Linked DNA regions of Macaca mulatta: region 1 is linked to region 2. Evidence: chromatin contacts called from public Hi-C data. All regions are on one chromosome and are shown on one strand. Each heading gives the region's core, a stretch centred on a gene start, on an enhancer-like site or on the middle of the called end of the contact. The rest is flanking DNA. Distances are from core to core; before and after follow the strand shown.

Region 1 (6,745 bases), core at 84-2,583, 95 kb before region 2:
AAAACTGACATTTTAAGAATCCAAATTGAAAAGATCACAAAGCTGAATGCCGGCAAGACAAAACTCCCTCTCTCATGCCCATTAACTCAACTCATTGCAAGACATTGTCTTGGTAGCCATTTCATGAGGTTGGTCATACCCTTCTTCTTGCGGCTCCCTCTTTTCTGGCTTCAGCTCTTTTCTTGTTCTCTTTCCACCTCAATCTCCTTAGTCTCCATGGGGACTGCTCTTTCTCTGATTGCCTCTTCAACATGAGCTTTCCCTTAGGGTCTGTCCTCAGCTCTTTTCTCTCTTCATGTTGAATGCTTACCTTGAGAGAGCTTTTCCCTTCCAATGCCATAGGTCACTGCCAACTGCCAGATCAGTTCCCAGTGCTTCAGACCCAACAGTCAATTACCAGTTACCTCCCAGAATTTCCTCTTGGTGTCCCTGGCAAGCATATGCAATTCTGCATGTTCAGAATTGAACTTACCATCTCTCTTCTTAACCCGCTCCTTCTCCTTTACTCCTAGCTTGACGAATGACATCACCATCAAGCTAGCCTCCCAAACTGGAGCTGAGTTAGTCGAGTCCCCTCTCCACTAACAGTGGAGACCCTTCTATTTCCTTTACCCTCCACACCCAATCTGCGCCAAGTCCTGCTGACCTTCTTTCCTTCGCATCTGTTCCCCCTTGCCGTTCCCTCATCTTGATCCTAATTTAGGCCTTCGTTTTTAAACTTGGCATCTATTTTGCTTCCCTGCAGTTCAGCTGCTGCTCCCTTTACCAGAGTGATCCTTTTATAAATCTGCAAAATTGATTGATGCCTCTGTGGCTTCCTGTCATCTTTAGAATGAAGGCCAGGCTCTCCATGATCTCCCCCTGTACACCCCTCTCCAGCTTCCTTTCTGGCCATGACCCCCACCTTCTTTATCTCCAGGTGGCGTCAGAACATCTCCAGCTTGTGCTAATGCCCACCCCCCACTTGTCTGTCCAGCAAACATCTCCTCAGCATGAGGGTCAGCTCTCTTGGGAAGACCTTCCTGGCCCATCCACCCCTTCTGCCTTTGCAAGCCTGCATCCTTGGCGCACACGCCTGCCCTGACTCGTCCCATCCCCTCAGTCTGGCCATAAACCTCTTGGGAGTGGCGATCATGCCTATTCACACGTCCCCCTGGTGTTTATCATAGTGTTTAGCACATAGTGGGAATTCCACCAGTGCTCGTTGACTGAATGACTGAAGCAGGGTAATGGAAAATTCAAGTCCATGCTGATCTATTAATACCTGGACCTGAGGGGTGGTGAGCGCTCGTTCCCCCCGCTAGAGGGCACTCTGGTCGTGTGCTTCACTGGAGGCCGCCAGCAGTGTGGCTCCACCTGGGAGCCTTGTGAAACCAGCTAGGTTCCCGTTGCTGGCAGCTTGAGCCAAGCTGCACAGGCACACTTAGGCTCAGGCCAGTCCCTTAACAGGCGCCATCATTCTCTTCACACAGATCCTTTGTTTCTCTCCTTGCCTTACCCTCACTTCACCTCACCTCATGCTCCCCCTGGAGGTACACAACCTTCACCTATGGCAGATTCAGAACTTTTCCTACTTCCTTTAGTGGTAGCCAATAATATCTGAAATAACTTCAGTTAAGACCCTAATTAGTGTCCATTGCTGAGAGTGACTTCCTGCTGCTCAGATAGTTGTGACTTACCACTGCTTTTAATACCTTTGAGTGACGTGGCACAGTGATGTGTCCTGGTGGTGGGGATATTTTTGATGGGAAGGATGGGATTGCCCTAGAGACCCTCAAGTCACCCCACACAGTGGCCTTCCTAGGAGTGCTCGGCCTCGCCTGTCGTGCTAAGGGCACGCGTCCATCGGCGTTCTACTCACAACATGCCTATTTATGGGAGTGTGGTGGGGCCTCGGAAAGTTAGTGTCCAGTTTTGAACAGGGTTGTACTTTTTATTTTTTTTTTTGAAGAAAATGTGGTAAAAAGTAATGCATTTTTCAGCTTCATTCATAAAGCTTCTTTTTCATGGAGTTCCACGGTCTTATGTGTTGTGAAACCACGCTTGAATTATTGTGGATAATTACTATTATCCACATCGGAGTGCTGGGGCTCTGGGAGCTGTGCCATTGGAGGGTCAGTTGAAGAAATGGGGGTGGTGTAGACTGGAGAAGAAAAGACATTAGAGAAGTATGACAGCTTCCTGACATGCAGATGCTTCTATTTGCATCAACATGTTATAAAGAATTTTAAAAATAAGTGTTGTCAATACTAAAGAAGCTCCTGGGATCTGTTTTGTAGAGTAGAATCTGGGGAGAGGGGTAAGAGAGGAAACAATAGAAAATTAAAAAGCAAGAGAGGCTGAGAGTATCTACCATCATTAGTTGTGCAGGATAGGGGTGGGGGTCTTGTGGAGAAAGGCTGCAGCCTACTTTCGGGCTTGGTTGGGAATGGTCAGAAGAGGGAGAGTTTTGGGAGCCTCTACACTGAGTAGGAGATCCAAAGAGAAACATGAGGAAAGAGGACCGTAAGAGGATGATTGCTTTTTCGTTATTTTTGAGAACTCCCAGCATGTTTTGAATTGCATTTTCACCTACTCTAGGTTGTTAGACTCTTATTTGAATGAGATTGTGTTGAGACAGGAATACATGGAACGCTGGGATTACCTGGGTTAAATGAGGAAGCATTTTTCTAATAACCAGTCAAGAGCAGGCCAGGCTTCCTCACCAGGATGAGGTGAGACCTACTGAGTTTGGATGAGCATCTGTAAGGAATGTAGGGGTGTTCTGCCCTAGGTGGAAGGCTGTGATGGCTTCTGGGATCCTTTCAATTCTGAGGTTCTATGACTTCATGAAAACAAGACATTGCTGGACAAGTTGAGTGGCCCACCTTCTTACCTGCCTATCCCACAGTCTGAAGTGGCATTTATGAAAAGCTGGGAACACAGAAGGAGATGATGGGTCTCCAGTGTATGGCAAACAGTTCTTTTCTGGCAGCTAATTTAGCTCTTGGAGACTCCAGTTCCCACCAAAACACTGAAGGATCATCCTGTAGTTTGGGGCACACAATCAGAATGTTAAATAAAAATGCAAGTGGTTAGTTTTACATCTGCTGGGGACATTCCATGGCCAGCTACATAGAAGTCTAGGCATTCTATGTCTCTAGCCCTAGGAGCTGGGGATACAAACGTCAGTGAGACATCGCTCTTATTCTTGAGGCATTCATCATCTGTGAAAGAGAGAGCCATGGAAACCAGTGATTACAATCCAGTGTCCCAGCATGGATAGAAATATGCATAAGGAGGGGGCTATGGGAGGAGAGGACAGCGTTGCTGCAGAGGCTGTTCTTGAGCAAGTTGGAAAGAGTAAATGTGGTCTACCAATGAGACCTACTAAGAGCAAGGCTAGGGAAAAGGCATTCCAGGCAGACAAAGCACCATGGGCCCAGGAGCAGACATGTGAAGCCAAATAATGTATTAGGGGAGTTGAGACCAGGGAGGGGTGGTCAGGCTGGAGCCTGAAGGTCTAGTTATGAAGTTGTATGACATGAGACTACAGAGCTGTGAAGGGCTTTGTCTTCCATGCTAAGGAGCTTCAGCTTTATCCTACAGAGGTTTTGGATTTCTGAAGTGTTTTAATCCTACCCCTTTTTGGTGAGCAAATGGAGGACAGATTGGTGGGGTGTGAATGAGTGTGTATACATGTGAATGCCCATTTATGGTTGTGCATGGTCCAGATAAGAGCCCAGGGCCATGGGGAAACTTCCCAAGCAGAAAGCCTCACAATCTGTTTCTAAACCAAGCTTCTATCCCCAAAGTGTTTCACTTCACTCTTGTGGAATAATAAAAAAAAGTCATTTAGCTCAATTATCTCATTTGACAGAGTTGGAAATTGAGGCCCCAAGAGGGACAGTTCCTTGCCCAAGGCAACATAGCCAGGGATTGGCAGATCCCATGGATTGTTGGCTCTTGATCCAGTGCTCTCTTTATGATGTAATTCTGCTTTCTGAAATTCTCTGATACCCATAGGACAATGTTGGAGCTCTGGAGAATGGCTAATAAGGCTTCAGCAATCTGGGCACAGCTGTCTTTCTTCCCCATTAGGTCCCTAGCACATAGTATGCCTGGGGACATCTCTATGCATCACTTAAAAAAACCTCCTGATTCTACTCTTCCTGAAGAACTCCTACACCCTCTTTAAGGTCCAGGGCAAATGTCACCTCTCATCTGAAATGGTCCCTTAGCTCAGTGACTCCTCTGGGCAAAGCAGATCATGTATTCTCCCTGTTTGCACAGCACCCAATATGGCAGGTTTATTAGCTTCCTGCTCCATGAGTCTGCAGGCTCCTTGAAGACAGGCATCATTTCTATCTGCTTCCTGGCCGTAGCTCCAGTGCCTGTCATGGTATCTGGCACAGACTCGATGTCCACAAAATGTTTGTTGAACGACTAAATTAATGAATGTATCAATTAAAAGTCTGCCCTCAAATCCCTCCATGTGGGTCTATTGTGAGGTCCTTGGGGCTCTAATTGAGTTCATGATTTTCTTATTTTAAAAATCATGAAGTGGCCGATGCTGGTGTTCTCAGTAGAAACACATTAGAGTTGGGAAACTTTCTATGCATTTCTTTTCTCTAAAGCAAAGTGAAGCTGGGGACTCTGGGCTCATCGCTCCTTTTTAATTCCTCTGTATTATATTGAACTGAGGAAGTTAATTTCCCCTGAATACTTTCAGCATTGTAGATTTTTTTTTTTCTCATGACTAACTTAAAGCTATTCTTACAGTTTAGATTTGTTTTGGGTCTTTAGGGGAAAAATTCTCTTGCTTTTTTTTTTTAGTTTCATCCTTCTCTTTCTCAAATTCCATGCTTGTTTAATCTTGTTTAAACAATTAGATTCACCTTAAGAAAGCCAAAATTGGAGCCACTATGGGGCAGCACTCCTGCCCAGCCAGCTTTTCTCTCCAGAAGAGCCTTTTTAATCCGGGTCCTTTTGCCATCTGATCAATACCTCATGAGCAACACCCAGGCCCTGTCTTTCCAAGAGTTAGCTGTTTCTGGATGGAGATGACTTTTTCTTTGTTTAAGGGAGAGCTATTTACAATTTTTCTTTTTCATTGGATTGAAACTCCTGAACCTGGTGCAGGCAAAGCTGAGAGAGGATGACCGTAGGGGCTAGATGGACGTGATGTGTGAGCAGAAGACCTGCTTGGGTTGTAGACATGTGGACACCTCCTTCCCTCACCAGCTTCATTTTTGCCTGAGCCTCAGCTTCCTGTCAGCTGGTGGTTGTGGGCAGGAGGTTACACAGGGCACTGAAGCCCTGGAGTCCAGCGGTATTAAGTGGGAACAGAAGTGTCTTCCTAGAGCTCAGGGAAGTCTGAGGACGGAGTTGATGTGGAATAACAGCCCTCCGGGAAGTTGAATTCAAAAAGTGATTGCAGGGAAGGGAAAGGAGTGGTGTTTCTGGATCACCTTGCAAACTTGAGGAATTGGACTGGACATGTTCAAAATGTATTTTCATTTAGTCCTTGTGATAACGATCACTACCATTTGCTGAGCACTTAGCTTACACCAGGCAGATTACACACACGATTACATTCTGTCCTCAAAATGTTCCCCAGGGAGGACATGATATTATTTCCATTTTACAGAATTGGAAACTGAAGCTTGGAGAAATCGGGTTAAAGAACTTGCCCAAGGGTGGGAACCAGAGTAAGCTCAAAATCCTGTGCCTGCCACCAAGTCTACCCAGGTAGGGGGCTGAGGTCTTGAAAGTCAAGAGGGATTTTCAGAATACCATAAAATATGACCTACTGATTTTCCTCAAATGAGCAAGGAACAATTTCCCTAGCAAACAAATGATTATATTCTGTGTCCACATTATTAAACCACAAGCAGCCTGGGGCCACAAAAAAGCCAGCTGTTGAAGGACACATGCACATTGGTTTCTGAGTTTTTTCATTAAAAGTTTCTACTCATTCATTTTTTTGTCTTATGCTAATTCTGGCTAACAGGCAAGTGGTAACAGGCACTGAGGGTGGAACAAAAATTGAGAAAAGTCTGTATGCTCACTTTTTTTTTAGTGCATCAGGAAAGCTGATAGTATTTAAGCAGTGTACCCCCAAGGCATGCTTCCAGAACTCCACCGTTATTGATTCTGAGCAATACTGAGCATGAATGATGAAAGCAGATGTTTGCGGGGGAGGGCTTGTCCCAAAGAATGATCTTTCCTCTGAGCTCTCAACAATGTTGCACACCATTTTATGGGCAAACAATTTATCTTCCGTGTCCTTTTGCTTAAGGTTATTACCAAATTTGAAATGCTCAAGGACACTCTTGGGCCTATGAATGTGGCCCGAGTGTGCTAGAATAGGGGTGGAGGTGGAAAGGTACTATTTCCCTGGAATTTTAGAAACGGTTGGGGATAATGCCTTAAGTGGACCACTGAACTCTCAGAAATCACCTAGTTGATCATGTTCTTCTTGGGAAGTTCTCCAACAGGCAGACTTACCGACCATCATTTTGTCTAACTTGCAACATTCTCCCTGGGGGAGAACAAGAGCACTCTGGTGTGCCTTCCTGTCATCATTCCTCACAAGGGCTTTGAAGGTGTGAGCACTGCAGATTCCCACAGCATTCGGAAGGATAGGGCTCTCTCTGCTTTACTGCTGTTGTTACGCACAAGATCAGCTCTGTTGACAAAATCTCATGTGGACCTCCTATTGCTCCCTCCCTTTGGATGGTAAGGGAGGGTGCATGAGTTGGGT
Region 2 (6,797 bases), core at 3,632-6,131:
TGCAAGGTGCTATGCTAAATACCCACATTATCTCATTAAATCTTTACAGAATTAGAGATTCTTAGAATAGGGATTATTACTATGCTCATATTAACAGAAGAGGTAACCAAGGCTTAGAGAAGTGAAGTAATTCACAGGATTGCAAAGCTAGCTAGCAGCAGAGCTTGGATATGAACTTAGATTTGGCTGGTCCCAGAGCCCCTCTCTTAGCCACTGTAGTTTGCATGACACACAATATATAAAGCTCTGTGGAAAGTCTACTGTAAGTCCACCCAGCCCGCTACCCCCAGCCTCCCTGACTTAGATCTAGAGGAGGCTGGCAGGCCTGCCAGGGCCAGCTGCCAGGAAGGGCTTGTCTTCATCACTCCCACGGGGACTGCGACATGTTAGGAGCAAACAAAACATGAAGAGAAGGCTTCCCAAGGCGTCCAGCCTCCCTGATTAGTCAGGCTGGCTGTCCTAAACCCTTCAGCCACAGCATCAAGGTCGTAAAACGGAGGGTTGCAATTTCCTCTCTTCAGTCCTGGCTCTGGCGGCATCAGGAATTGATGGAGGAAGGGGACACTCCAGCAGGTCTTGACTCCTCGCTCAGCAGGGTCTGGGATGTTTCACAGACTGTGCTGTAGTTAGGACTGAAATGGCATTTACATCTCTGGGCTCAGAAATCGTGTCTAAAAGAAAACAGCCATCGCCACTAACATGTTGTAGTTTTATAATTTATGGAGCATTTGTGCTTTATACCTCGTGCCTGTAGCTCCTGATTGGTTCTTAAGTTTCCTGAGCCAAAGTCTGTGAGTCTTTTCAACTATAAATATTACAGTTTTCAATAAAGGCTAAAGTTTTCAAATACTTGTCAAATTACTTTGGTTCTTTTGCCCTTGAAGGAGCAAAATAATGCGGTTCTAAGCATTATCTTTCTCATCTCTAAAAGGAGGTAATACTGACCTTGCCTGATGTACATGGATGTTGTAAAGATCAGATGAAAGGCATGTAAATTGGTGTTGGAAGCTCTAAAGTCCTAAAACCATGTAAACTAATGTAAACTTACAGTTATTTAAATGCATGTATATAGCTTCCTGTGCAATGCAAATACTTCACTGTCCATCTATGAAATGTATCTGTCCCTCTCTGATACACCGTAGTAACTGCGATTGCTCACATTCACGTAGCAACAAATGGTGTATTGTTTCATGTTATCTAAACTATTAATTGAACTCTTATTGTTATTTAACATTTCATGTAATAATAATACTTTCTTTTTCAATTGTATTATAAGTGCCATCCTGGTGGAAACTGAATTTTAAACCATTTCTAGATCCTGTCTGGTGTCACATGTGGCTTGCCTAGGTTAAGAATTCTTTAAAGGGGGCAACTTTCCCAAGCTTCCCATTCTTGGCACAGAGCTTTCACAGGAAATGTCAGTGGAGTCCATTTCAAGTATTTATTAACAACTTTCAAGAAAAATCACTTTATGCTGAATCGAATACAATAAGGGATACAAGAAAATGAGTTGATAGGAACTGAACCCCCACCATGGAAAGAACCAGGTAGAATTTTTCAAGCAGCTAACTCAAGAGCATGGTGAGTATATATGTGTGTGTGTATATACCGAAATCATACATGTTAGATAAAAGAAAACCAAAGTAGTAGAATAGTTCTGATTCTGGCATTTATTACCAAAAAAACATGCTCTATAGAGTATTAGTGAGATCCTGAGCCAGGCGTGATTAAGGAGAGTTTTTCTAGCGAATTGAGTTTTAGGCCTCTACCTCTGTTGTCCTCTTCTGGGTGTCAAGTTGATTCAGAACAGTACATACGTCGCTTTCTTTCTTTGATTAATCACAGAGCTTCACACTGACTGTGGAGAAGGCTCATTCTCTACCTATGAGTGGTTTATTTATTTATTTATTTGCTCTGTTGCCAAGGCTGGAGTGCAGTGATCCTCCCATCTCAGCCTCCTGAGTAGCTAGGACTATAGACGTGCACCACCACACCTGGCTAATTTTCAAATTTTTTATATAAAACGGTCCTCAGGATCTCACTATGTTGATCTCAAACTCCTGGCCTCAAGTAATCCTCCCACTTCAGCTTCCCAAAGTGCTGGGAATGTAAGTGTAAGCCACCACGCCTGGCCTTATGAATGGTTTAAGGTACAGAATTGTCATCCCTCTGATTACTTCAATATTTATTCTGATCTTGCTATTTATTGTGTGCAATAAATTGTGTGCAATGCTGGACTTTCTTTGTCTTTTTTTGTAAGTTTTGTAGGGTATTACAGAATCCCTGCTTTCTTTGGCCTATGGCAGTTGAGAATTTATAAGATTCCATAAGAGAACAAATTTAGGACTGATGATGCTAACTTCATCATGCTCCATCACATATGGTTACTTCTGGTGCACTCTCAAACTCTTCCTCTCCACCTGCTGAAGTAGGCTGAGCTTTTGTCGTTTAACAATTTCATATCTGCTGCACATCTTGCACGCAAAACTTCATTTGTAAATTTTGTTAATGTGGTTCCTACTTTGGCTTAATGACCTCTATTTTATTGTCCGTCCTGCACAGAATTAACATTAAGACAACACAAAAGAGGGAGGTGAGTTTTCGTTCTCCCGGACCTTTCCTTTTCTGTCCCTTTCTTCCCTGGCATGGGACGAGGATCAACGGTCACTCCTTCAGGTAGCCTGTGGGCTCGTGCAGCCTCTTTCAGATAACAGTCTGCAGTTTATGGCAGCTTTTCTTGTAAAATAAACTCTCAGCTAGCTGTCACAGAGAAAAGGTAGTCACCCCCAATGTAGGCTCTAGGTAAAATCATGTCCTTTCAGGAAGAAAAGGCAAAAGAACCTGAGCACTGCACCGTTATGCTTCAAATTATTAGGTAATAAATGAGTCCTGGACACTCAGCCAAGGTAGAAGGAATAAAGCAGGATAGAAGATGTCAGAAGGAAATGTGTCTTGAGGAACGAGATGGGGATCGAAGTGGGTGCCCGGGATTGATTGCGTAAATAAAAGAAAGACTTCAGCCCAGGGAGGAAGACAGAAGATAGTGTGGTGCTGTGGGATATATGTGTCTTTGGAGATTATACATACATACATACACACACAATATACTGTGGATATATTTATAATCTCCATAACATATTTTATATGTTTCATATAAATAATATCCAAAGACGTGTGTGTGTGTGTGTGTGTGTGTGTGTGTGTGTGTGTGAAGGCTGCTTTAGGAGGAAGTTAAGTTTAAAAGTAGAAGGCAAAGAATTGAACATGCTGACATATTGAGTCTTTGAAGAGAAATTTAGAACTCGTATCTAACACATGGAGGGAAGACCTACCCAAGGTTAACAGAGACATGTAAGAAGAGTGTCAGAATTCCCAAACTGCCGAAGATGATCAAAGGAGACACAGGTCTACTTTTTGGATGGCTGGTGAAATGTTAATGGACAATGAAAGAAACCAGAACTACTCAAACTAATTTTGTATCCATTGTCTCCATAAAGGAGAATATCTTCCACATAGGAAAGGTGTGGACCAGTGATAAAAATGGGTAGAGGCCTGAGAGAGGTAAGGAGCTGGTGAGAGGGCCCGCAACATAGTCTTTCAATGAATTGCAATTCCCAAAGCAGATAAATTGCATCCCAGGGGCCAGATGCAATTGCAGATGTAATTATGGAATATTAAGTGCTTCAAAATTGGGGATGGGCAGATGCCTCAGCATTCAAAATGGTGGGAGAAAGTATATTCAGGAATTCAGACACCAGAAAGTTTGCTTCCATTTTGAAACAGAATGGGCAAGTGGTATGGACAGAAGCCCGTAAAAGCAGATATTCACAAGAGGATTCCTCCACCTGAGGCCCTTCACTTCCTGATGGCAAAAGAATCAGGAGATGCAATTCGGTGAGGGCAGCCCTACCTCCAAGGGAGAAGTTGAGGGCGGGAACTACCAGAAAGTATTGAGTTTACATGGCCTTTTCAGTCCAGTCCTTTAGATGTCTCCCACCTCTGAACCTTCTTTTTGGGGCTTCCTCTAAATCCTTTATCAGCCCCTTGATTTTACAGACATGAAAGCTTGGGTGCCTGGATTGGCAAGGTCTGGAGGGTAGAAGCAAACTGTCCAAGTTTACACAGCTATTAATGGCCAAGCTGGGATTAGAGCCATGTGAGATGACGTACCACCTGGGGTTCCCCCATTTATTCCCCACTTGTACTGCCTAGCATGTACTTTTAATCTGTACTTATATATCTTTTATCTCCCCAGTAAGACTGCATTCATTTTACATTGATTGATCATTTAATGTGTGCCAGGCACTGTGCTAGATGCTTTGTGAATATAAAGATGATTAAAATCTTGTTCTTGGATTTAGTGTGCTTCTAATGCCATGAGGGACTTAAGCAGACTCACAGAATAGGTAGAGTGCTATGAGATCACAGTGGAAGGGAGCATTGTGAGTTCGAGGGTCCAAAAAGACTTTACCAGGAGGCATGAACTTTCCAAGGGCAGGGAGAATACCTGACACAACTTGGTATTTTTTCCGGTCTGGAACAGCATGCTAGAAGCCAGGAGAGTGAGCTGAGACCTCAGCAGAGCTTACTGTTTTAGAATTTAGAGAACTAGCTAAACCTGTTCTTGATCTCTGCTCTGAAGGATGCTAGGGACCAATACATTTTCCTTTCTCCTTCCTCTCCTTCTCTCTCTCTCTCTCTCTTTTTTCCCTCCACGTCACTCAATTCTCCTGGGCTCCTCTTCAAAGATTTAATGAACTTTGGAGCCAGGATATATCACAAGCTGGGAACAGAAAGGCCAATGAATCACACCAGGAAGCCGTGAGTTTCCACCCCTTGCACTGGCTCTGAGGCTGGACTGCACCCAAGGCTGCCTGCAGGAATGAAAGGAAGTTATGGGGTGGAAAGCATTGCATCTTGGGGCCTTCTCTCTGAGACAGCATGGAAGCATCCACAGCCCAGTGAGGAAATTCAGAGAAAGAAACGAAACCAATGACACGGATATTAGGAACACATTCTTTCCCACTGAGCCTTGCTCCCTGGAGTGCAGGCCTATGGGGTGGTTTGTAACAGAGGCAGCTCTCTGGGTGCCTAGACTGGCAAGAACTGAAATTTGGCCTGAGACTACACCAGGTTCCAGATTCCAGTGGTGAGCTCCAGGATCCTGTGGGGATAGTCTGCTGTGGGCTCTGCCACCAAGGCCAGGCACTCATTAATCTGTACTGGGTATCTGCAACAGGAGCCTGGTCTGAAGTAGGTAAAGTTGGGAAGGACAGAGCCATGAGAGTCATTAGGTTTTGAAAAGTCAGCTTTATTATTCTCTTATTAGGTTGACCTAAGTGCACAAAGCCAATTTTCCAAAACTAAGAAGGACTTCATGTTACTGATAGGTGGGTTGGAATATAGAGCCTCTAAAGCTCTTTTCATCTGAATAATTCCATAAGACGGACTTTGAAAGAGCCCATGTATCCTCTGCTTTTTCTTTGTCATGATGTTATCGGTCTCATTTACTAGGTGGGTGACCTTTGGCTCTTGCCTTTTCTGGATGTCCTATCTTCAAACGTAAAATAGGCCTAATACTTTTCTACTGCTCTAGGTTGTCTTGAAAACTACATGAAGTAATATATATAAAAGTGCATGGTTAAAATTCACAGAGGCTTAATAAACATAAAATGTGTTCTCTTCCTTCCTCTCTGTGCTCTCGGTCCTCAATAACTCAGAAGGAGACTGATGCAGGCAAGCATAATAAACCGAAACCAGTTTTGTGCAACAGTGAAGTTGCCAGTGAAAATGCATTAAGAAGACCCTCCTTGCCCTACCCTAGACAAAAATTTTATCTCCCAAGTCCTGTGATAATGTCTGTGATAATGCCTAATGTGGTACCATTAGTCATTGTGTGTGTCAGATGGTCATATTATACATATTAGTCATTAAAACCTTAGTATAAAATAATTTTAAAATCAGAGCTTCTTAAGGTTGGAGATCATTTTGTCCAACTCTCACCACCCCCCTCAAAGAATTATTTTGGTAAATTTCCTGATAGTCATCTAGACTCTTCTTGAATGATTCCAGTGATAAAGAGCTCACTACTTTATGAGACAGCCCATTCATTGTGGTACAGCTGAAGTTGATTAGATATTCTTTTTTAAGTTGAAATAAATCTCCCTTCTCAAAATTTTCTGTCTTTGGTCTGAGTTCTGTAAAATAGACCAAGCAGAGGTAAATCTGCTGCCTCATTCATCTGACAGCACTTTAAATCATTAAAAATAGTGATCTTCTCTTTTTCAGCCCCCATCACTTGGTTTATCTGATTTTTTTCTCATGTAATAGAGTTTCTAGATCTTTTAGATCCTTTATAATCCCAGTCGCTCTTCTCTGAGGATGCCCACGTTTTCCAGCATTCTCAACTTATGGCACCTGAACACTACCCCAGGATGGTTCTGACAGTGTAGTGAATGGGAGGTTATAATCTCCCTTGGTCTGGATTTAGGCTGATAGTATTACAGAGGGTTTTTGTTTGTTCGTCTAATCAGATTACATGGTTGTTTAATATTTAGTGTCTAATAAATTAATACCTCAAGATATTTCTATAGGAGTTGCTATCAACTTATGCATTCCCCTGATTAGACTATTATATTAAGCAATTTAATGTTTTAGTTCTAAATGCAGATAATTTTATTCTTAGTTAAAAGCTCTCTCTCTTTCCCCATTTGTTTCAGGCCATTGCTTTGTCTGTTTACTGGATCTTAACTTGTCAATCCACCCACTAGTGGTTCCTCCCAGCTTTGTGTCATCTA

What was found. A called contact is a pair of places that touch in the nucleus more often than the background predicts.
Region 1: a Hi-C map of fibroblasts shows a contact between it and region 2, with 2.4 times the contacts expected there. The contact joins two enhancer-like sites. A contact is called at or near these places in 2 of 14 Hi-C or Micro-C datasets (fibroblasts and liver).

What each region holds. Positions count from the first base shown.
Region 1 is chr1:125,123,414-125,130,158 of T2T-MMU8v2.0, reverse strand. No RefSeq gene overlaps it. Among named protein-coding and RNA genes, the nearest start is that of TSPAN2, 51 kb to the left of the region's middle. Within about 2 kb of position 1,333, at least 3 of the 40 cell types and tissues checked have an H3K27ac peak or open chromatin away from gene starts, as enhancers often do.
Region 2 is chr1:125,032,330-125,039,126 of T2T-MMU8v2.0, reverse strand. No RefSeq gene overlaps it. Among named protein-coding and RNA genes, the nearest start is that of NGF, 100 kb to the right of the region's middle. Within about 2 kb of position 4,881, at least 1 of the 40 cell types and tissues checked has an H3K27ac peak or open chromatin away from gene starts, as enhancers often do.